Regions from separate parts of the Anser cygnoides genome. Here region 1 is linked to region 2. Evidence: chromatin contacts called from public Hi-C data. All regions are on one chromosome and are shown on one strand. Each heading gives the region's core, a stretch centred on a gene start, on an enhancer-like site or on the middle of the called end of the contact. The rest is flanking DNA. Distances are from core to core; before and after follow the strand shown. Region 1 overlaps BACH2 (BTB domain and CNC homolog 2). Region 2 has its middle 64 kb from the start of BACH2.

Evidence for each region. Hi-C and Micro-C count contacts between places; a contact is called where the count stands out from the background.
Region 1: a contact with region 2 is called in a Hi-C map of liver, with 3 times the contacts expected there. The contact joins two enhancer-like sites. A contact is called at or near these places in 4 of 7 Hi-C or Micro-C datasets (granulosa cells and liver).

The regions. Positions count from the first base shown.
Region 1 is chr3:82,859,049-82,861,748 of Taihu_goose_T2T_genome, reverse strand. The region is part of intron 5 of BACH2 (BTB domain and CNC homolog 2); the gene reads right to left. Among named protein-coding and RNA genes, the nearest start is that of GJA10, 23 kb to the left of the region's middle. Within about 2 kb of position 1,333, at least 2 of the 3 cell types and tissues checked have open chromatin away from gene starts, as enhancers often do. A contact at or near this core is called in liver, where this site is marked.
Region 2 is chr3:82,617,214-82,619,913 of Taihu_goose_T2T_genome, reverse strand. No RefSeq gene overlaps it. Among named protein-coding and RNA genes, the nearest start is that of BACH2, 64 kb to the left of the region's middle. Within about 2 kb of position 1,398, at least 2 of the 3 cell types and tissues checked have open chromatin away from gene starts, as enhancers often do. A contact at or near this core is called in liver, where this site is marked.

The sequences.
Region 1 (2,700 bases), core at 84-2,583, 240 kb before region 2:
TTCTGTCCACAATCTACCATTCTGTTTGAACCACAGACCAGCGGCAGAAGCTACAGGTTGTGACTTCGGATATTCCAACCCTCTCTCGAACTCTTAGTGAACCTGGAGAAAGGCAGATGTGCTCAAAGACTTCGGTTAGGTTTTCTTCACAAACCTATCAGCTCGCTCAAATTAAAGACATCTTGGCTCCCTACAAGCCCTGCTTCACTTATCGTTTGAGATTGATAATACAACTATGCAAAACCCAGTGTTTCAAGGTGTGCTGCTCTATTTGGTGATAAAATAAGACTAAGCTGACAAATCTGAAGGAGATGACAACTTGAGTAACCAGATTGACCCTTTCTTTTTTAAAGTCATACCCACACTGACCAAAAGATGGCAGTAAATATTTACATTTCTGTCCTGGTTTGGAACACTCCAACCTCTTTCAAACAAGGCGACTATTCTTTAGACACGCCACCAAAGAAAATAGATTGAAGTTTCTCCAGCCAAGCAAAAGACTCTGGTTGAAAAGGTTCCTTTGATATTTAAAACATGGTTATCGTCCTCAAATGGTGCACCTCAAGTCATGTGGAGATAAATAGCAGCACAGCTTAGAAGTCTGTGCAGTTTGTGAAGGACGTCCACCCACCCACCCACGCCAGCACCTCTGGCGGCAGCCAGCTCCCTGCCTTGTTTATCAGCTTGCACTTTCCAGGGCTCCCTTGTTGTTGCTCTGTGTTTCTCCAAGCCCGGGCCACGTGAAACCCGGCGCAAACACCCGCAGTATCCTTTCACACGGTTTCATGCCCTGAACATTGCCCCTCTGTCCCCACCTGTGAAACTGGGGCTCAGCCACCGCTTTGCGGCGCGTTACTTTGCAGGTCAGCTTGTGGCCCTGCCAACATCGCCCCCACGCCTGCTTGTACACAGAAGTTGACCTTAGACATGGTGATGTGGATGCCTTGTTTACAGACTGCTGCCTAACGGCACGAAACCTCTTCGATTTCCCCGTCCTACACTTTGGACGGTAAACACAAGCTCGGTGTCGGCTGCTTTTCTCTCAAGCTTCACCCAGGGTCTGAAAATAAAAACAGCCACTGAAAGGCACCACAGTCTCGCTGCAAAAACACTCCTTTCACATTCAGAGTTTTCGCTCATTTGCTCGAGTCCCAAGCTGAAAGTGATGTTAAAACGTTATTCTTCCTTCCCTCTCCCTTTCAAAACATATTTATCTGCAAGCAGGAAACGTGCCTGCATTTTGAACAGGAATGAAATGGAATTGACTTAAATCTGTCGGGTAGAAGTTGCTGAAGGGAAATGGAAAAATGGAGAGAAACATGTTCAAAAAATAAAAAATAGACTGAAAATAAAAATACCTACACAGCAGGGCAAAGGCTGCTATCAGTACAGCCAGCATAATCCCACTCCTGTCATATGCAGCACTGCACAGGATTAAAAAAGTGAAAGGGAGAGTGGAAGTGAGTCAGACTCATTTCCTTCACCATCCACATAATTTTTATTGCCTGTCTCCCTCTCCTCAATTAGCTGTCAACTGGAAAAAAAAAAAAAAAGCCACTCTTTGGCATGGACACAATGAATAACTACACGGTGGTATTGCTGCAGTGAGAGGCTATCGGCTTTGACGTCGATGCAGGGCAGGCTTCTCAGCCGGTATTTATTGCAGCAGAGCCACAAGTCAGTTTACAAGAGCTGATGGCTGAGCCGCGGGTGGGATTGGGCTGAGAGCTGTCTAAAACGATGGGCTGAGACTTGCTCGTGTCCCAGTCCCTGCTGCTGGCATCACGGGCAGAGAGAGCCCCTTGGAGAGCAACGCGTCCTGCCTGGCTTCTCCTCCTCCCTGCCCACAGAGGGAGCTGAGATGGGACTTAGAAAAGATGCTCTCTCTTCAGGTATCTGAGTGAGATGAGAGAAGGCTTACCTGGGCTGTCCTGAAAAGGATACTCCATCTTTTCTGAGCTGTGGAAGAAAAGCCCAGCAAGTATGTTGCCCTGTAAACTGTTCTTTTGAATAACTATGAATTATATCCAGGAAATATCTGTGTACTCGGGCTTGGACTATTTCAGAATGAGAAGAGTAAGCAGGATGCCCACTCCTTTCATCAGTTACTCCAGCCAGAGCTAACCGCACGGAGAATGGAGCTCTTAAATCTCCACTATCGACGCAGTTACGCTTTCTCTGATTTTTTACACCAGTAGCAGAGGCTGTGTTTTCACCACGCCACAAACAAGCCAGCACTTTCCACTCCTGCTGCAGCCTCGGCTGCCCCTGATTCTGGCTGATACACTCCGTAGAGGACAGCCAACCCACCCTGGTGAAAAATATAACTTGCTTATGATTTTGCGGCATTTTTTCCTCAGTGTACTAGTCCCTGCTGCTGTCCTTCCCCCTCTCTTTCAGTTTGGAATAAAGGACCAAGGCCCTGTACTCACTCTCACTAAGATATGAATGTCAAGTGTCAGGAATTTCCTTATCTCATGAGATACATTAGCTTTTTCACTATTTCTTTATATCTAAATTTCAATGTCGTCTTCCGTGAGCTGCCAAGTGCTAGTGGAGATACTGAACTTCCCAAGCCTGGCTTAACATCACAGTAAATAAAAGGATTCATCCAATAAGCATGAGAAAAGACAATCATTATGTATCGGGCATGGCAGAACTGAGGGCAGAACTGAGTGGAACCAACAAGACCTTTATAAA
Region 2 (2,700 bases), core at 149-2,648:
AGTATTTAGTGGCAGCCATCTCAGATCACTGTTGTGCAGCCTCAATAAAAATTTGAGAGGTGGGTGGAGAGCAACTGAGAGCACTATGAATGAGAATGGTTAGTCCTAAACCTGTGTTAAGGCTAACAGCCAAAGAATAAAGGAGCTGGTGAGGGGGAACACGTTGTTCTCATTATCTGCCAGTGGTTGCACATCTGCACTAAAAGACAACAAAAGGGCATTTTTTTGTACAATTGTACATTGTGTAATAAGATAAGAATAAAACTAATTCACATTTATCTAGAATTTCTCAGAATGGTTGTAGTCCCTGTAGACATAGCTGACTATAAAATGTGAAAGTCTGAGTCACACCAGCAGATTGTACGTGGCAGAGAAACTAATCTGATGTAATAGAAATGTTTACAAGCTCAGTGACCCTTCTCCCTCCACCCTCCTCCACTTTAAAAAGCCACGTAAGGCCATGGATCAAAGCAATGAAGTGGCAGCATGCTGAACACTGAAACAATAACAGCCCTGACTTTCTCAGACGTCAGTAGTGCAAGTTACTGGAGGATTTTTACATTCACTGAAGAAGGTAATATAATCATATGCATCAAAGACTGAAAGTGGAGCTATAATGCCACCAACTCTTATCACTAAAATATTGCTAAACATGATTAAACATGGTTCAGTGGAAATATCAGAAGCTGACTACCCAGTGGGATCAAAAAAACAGCAAACAGTTCAGAAATGTGTACTCAGTTAATGCTTACCAGATGCAATCAATTTAGAGTAATAGTCAGTTCCAGTCTTTAATTCATATCTTTATGAAATGAGTACAGATACACTCCTCTTATGTCTAACAGATTTCCTGCCTCTATTTTTTTTTTTTGGTCTTTTCCAAGCAACACACCACCTTCTGTTACTTGAACTCTTTGTCCCTCCCTAAGAAAGCTGGAGGTCCCTTACAGATAACAAACCTGCTATTGCTTCCTGAGCAGATCTCAAGTTTGGTAAGGGTAAATGTGATGACACTATGCATTTAGGGTTTTGTAAGACACGTGACTTCACTGCGCATGACACTGTGAAAATAAATGATAAATGCAAAGTCAAAAGAGCTCATAATGAACAGATTAAATGTTGCTTGTAAATGAGATTTTATCACCCTGGGGGATATTCCTTGCAGTGTCCCACAGGATTCCTTTCTGGTCTTTGTGGAAAGTCTGCAGAAAAACAGAAAAAAATGTTGAAGTGTGAGGGATAGGTTAGCTAGAAAAATTGATCTGGATTACTTGTTAAAGGAAGGTCAGTTAAATAGTATCCATTTTGACAGCCAAATGAAAATCCGTGAAGCTAGGGACAAATAAAAGCAGCTTTCCTACAGGAATGGGGGCTCTGTTTCAGAAAGTGGTGTTTTAGCAAAGGATTTAGGTGAATTGGCTAGTAATCAATCCTGTAGGCACTCTCAGGATAGCTCATAGCATAAAGGCCAATTTGGATCTCAAAGAAGAGCAGTGATATATTTAGCTGCCCTACTCAAGTGCTGGAGAAAGCTCAGACGAAAGCAACAAGACTGATCAGAAGTTTAGGAAATGTCAAGTTGGGGGGGAAAAACTGAACCATGAGAATGTGTCTAGTCTGAAAAAGACAAGACAACAACTTTCACACACATAAAAGGTAGCGGCAACAGAGACTGTAACGAAGTCTTGTCCATACCTTCTGGTGATAACACAAGAAGTACTGAGCTTAAATTGCACCAAGGAAGATTTATGCTGTCCTTCAGGAACTTTTTCTAGTGACAGACAACCGAGCACTGGAACATATTGCAGGTTACCATAGGATTAAGAACTGTTTGGGCCAGTGGTTTCCAATCTTTCTTTTGTACCTAATCTCAACTCAGAAAACCAGCAGCGTTCTGCCTCCCATTGTTAAGTGGTAAAATTGTTTTGTCTTAAAACAAAGAGCCTTAAAGGTTTTGGCGCACTGGAAATAATAGTGATGATGATGATGACACACACAAAAGACATTGCATGGGGAATTCACCAGCTTGATTAAAAACAAATGGAAAGTTAGCTTGGGATGTAGCCACGTTTCAGAATGGCCTTTAAGAGCAGGAAAATACTCGAAAGCTGGCTGGGGTGCACAGGAGCAGACGTGGTGGTAGAGACTGTGGGGCTGTGCAAGAGGAGTCATTGCAGACAGCTGCAATGAATCAGTCTTAAAGTAAGCAAGACATAACTGGGTTTGGGGATGAGTGGAAATGAAGGGAAACTGAAGACTCGGGGGGTGCCCATGGGTTACTGGCAGGCCACAGGGCTGGGAATGGAGAGGGCCAAGGTGAGGGACACAAGATAAGAATAAGGCAGAGGGCACAGACTGGGGCATGACTGACCCAGCCTCAGGTACTCAAGCAGATCTTTTTATGACTGCAAATACCTACTGAGCAATCTTTGTCAGATATACTGCACTTGCCAGCCAAAAAGTGATGCAGAGCTGCTGACAAAAAAAAAGGGGGACATCTTTCTGTTTTCTGTTTGTGTTGCTTAAACTGTCTGAAGCCTAAGGAAATGTACACTGAAGCAGATACGCTCACGAAATCAGGGAGACCCTGCTCAGCTGACCAGCGAGGAGTTGTGTGGATGGTGCCCTCAGGTATTCATTTCTCAGGAGCCGAAGGATGTGCCCTCAGGTCATGTCACTCATACCGCCCCATCTGGAATC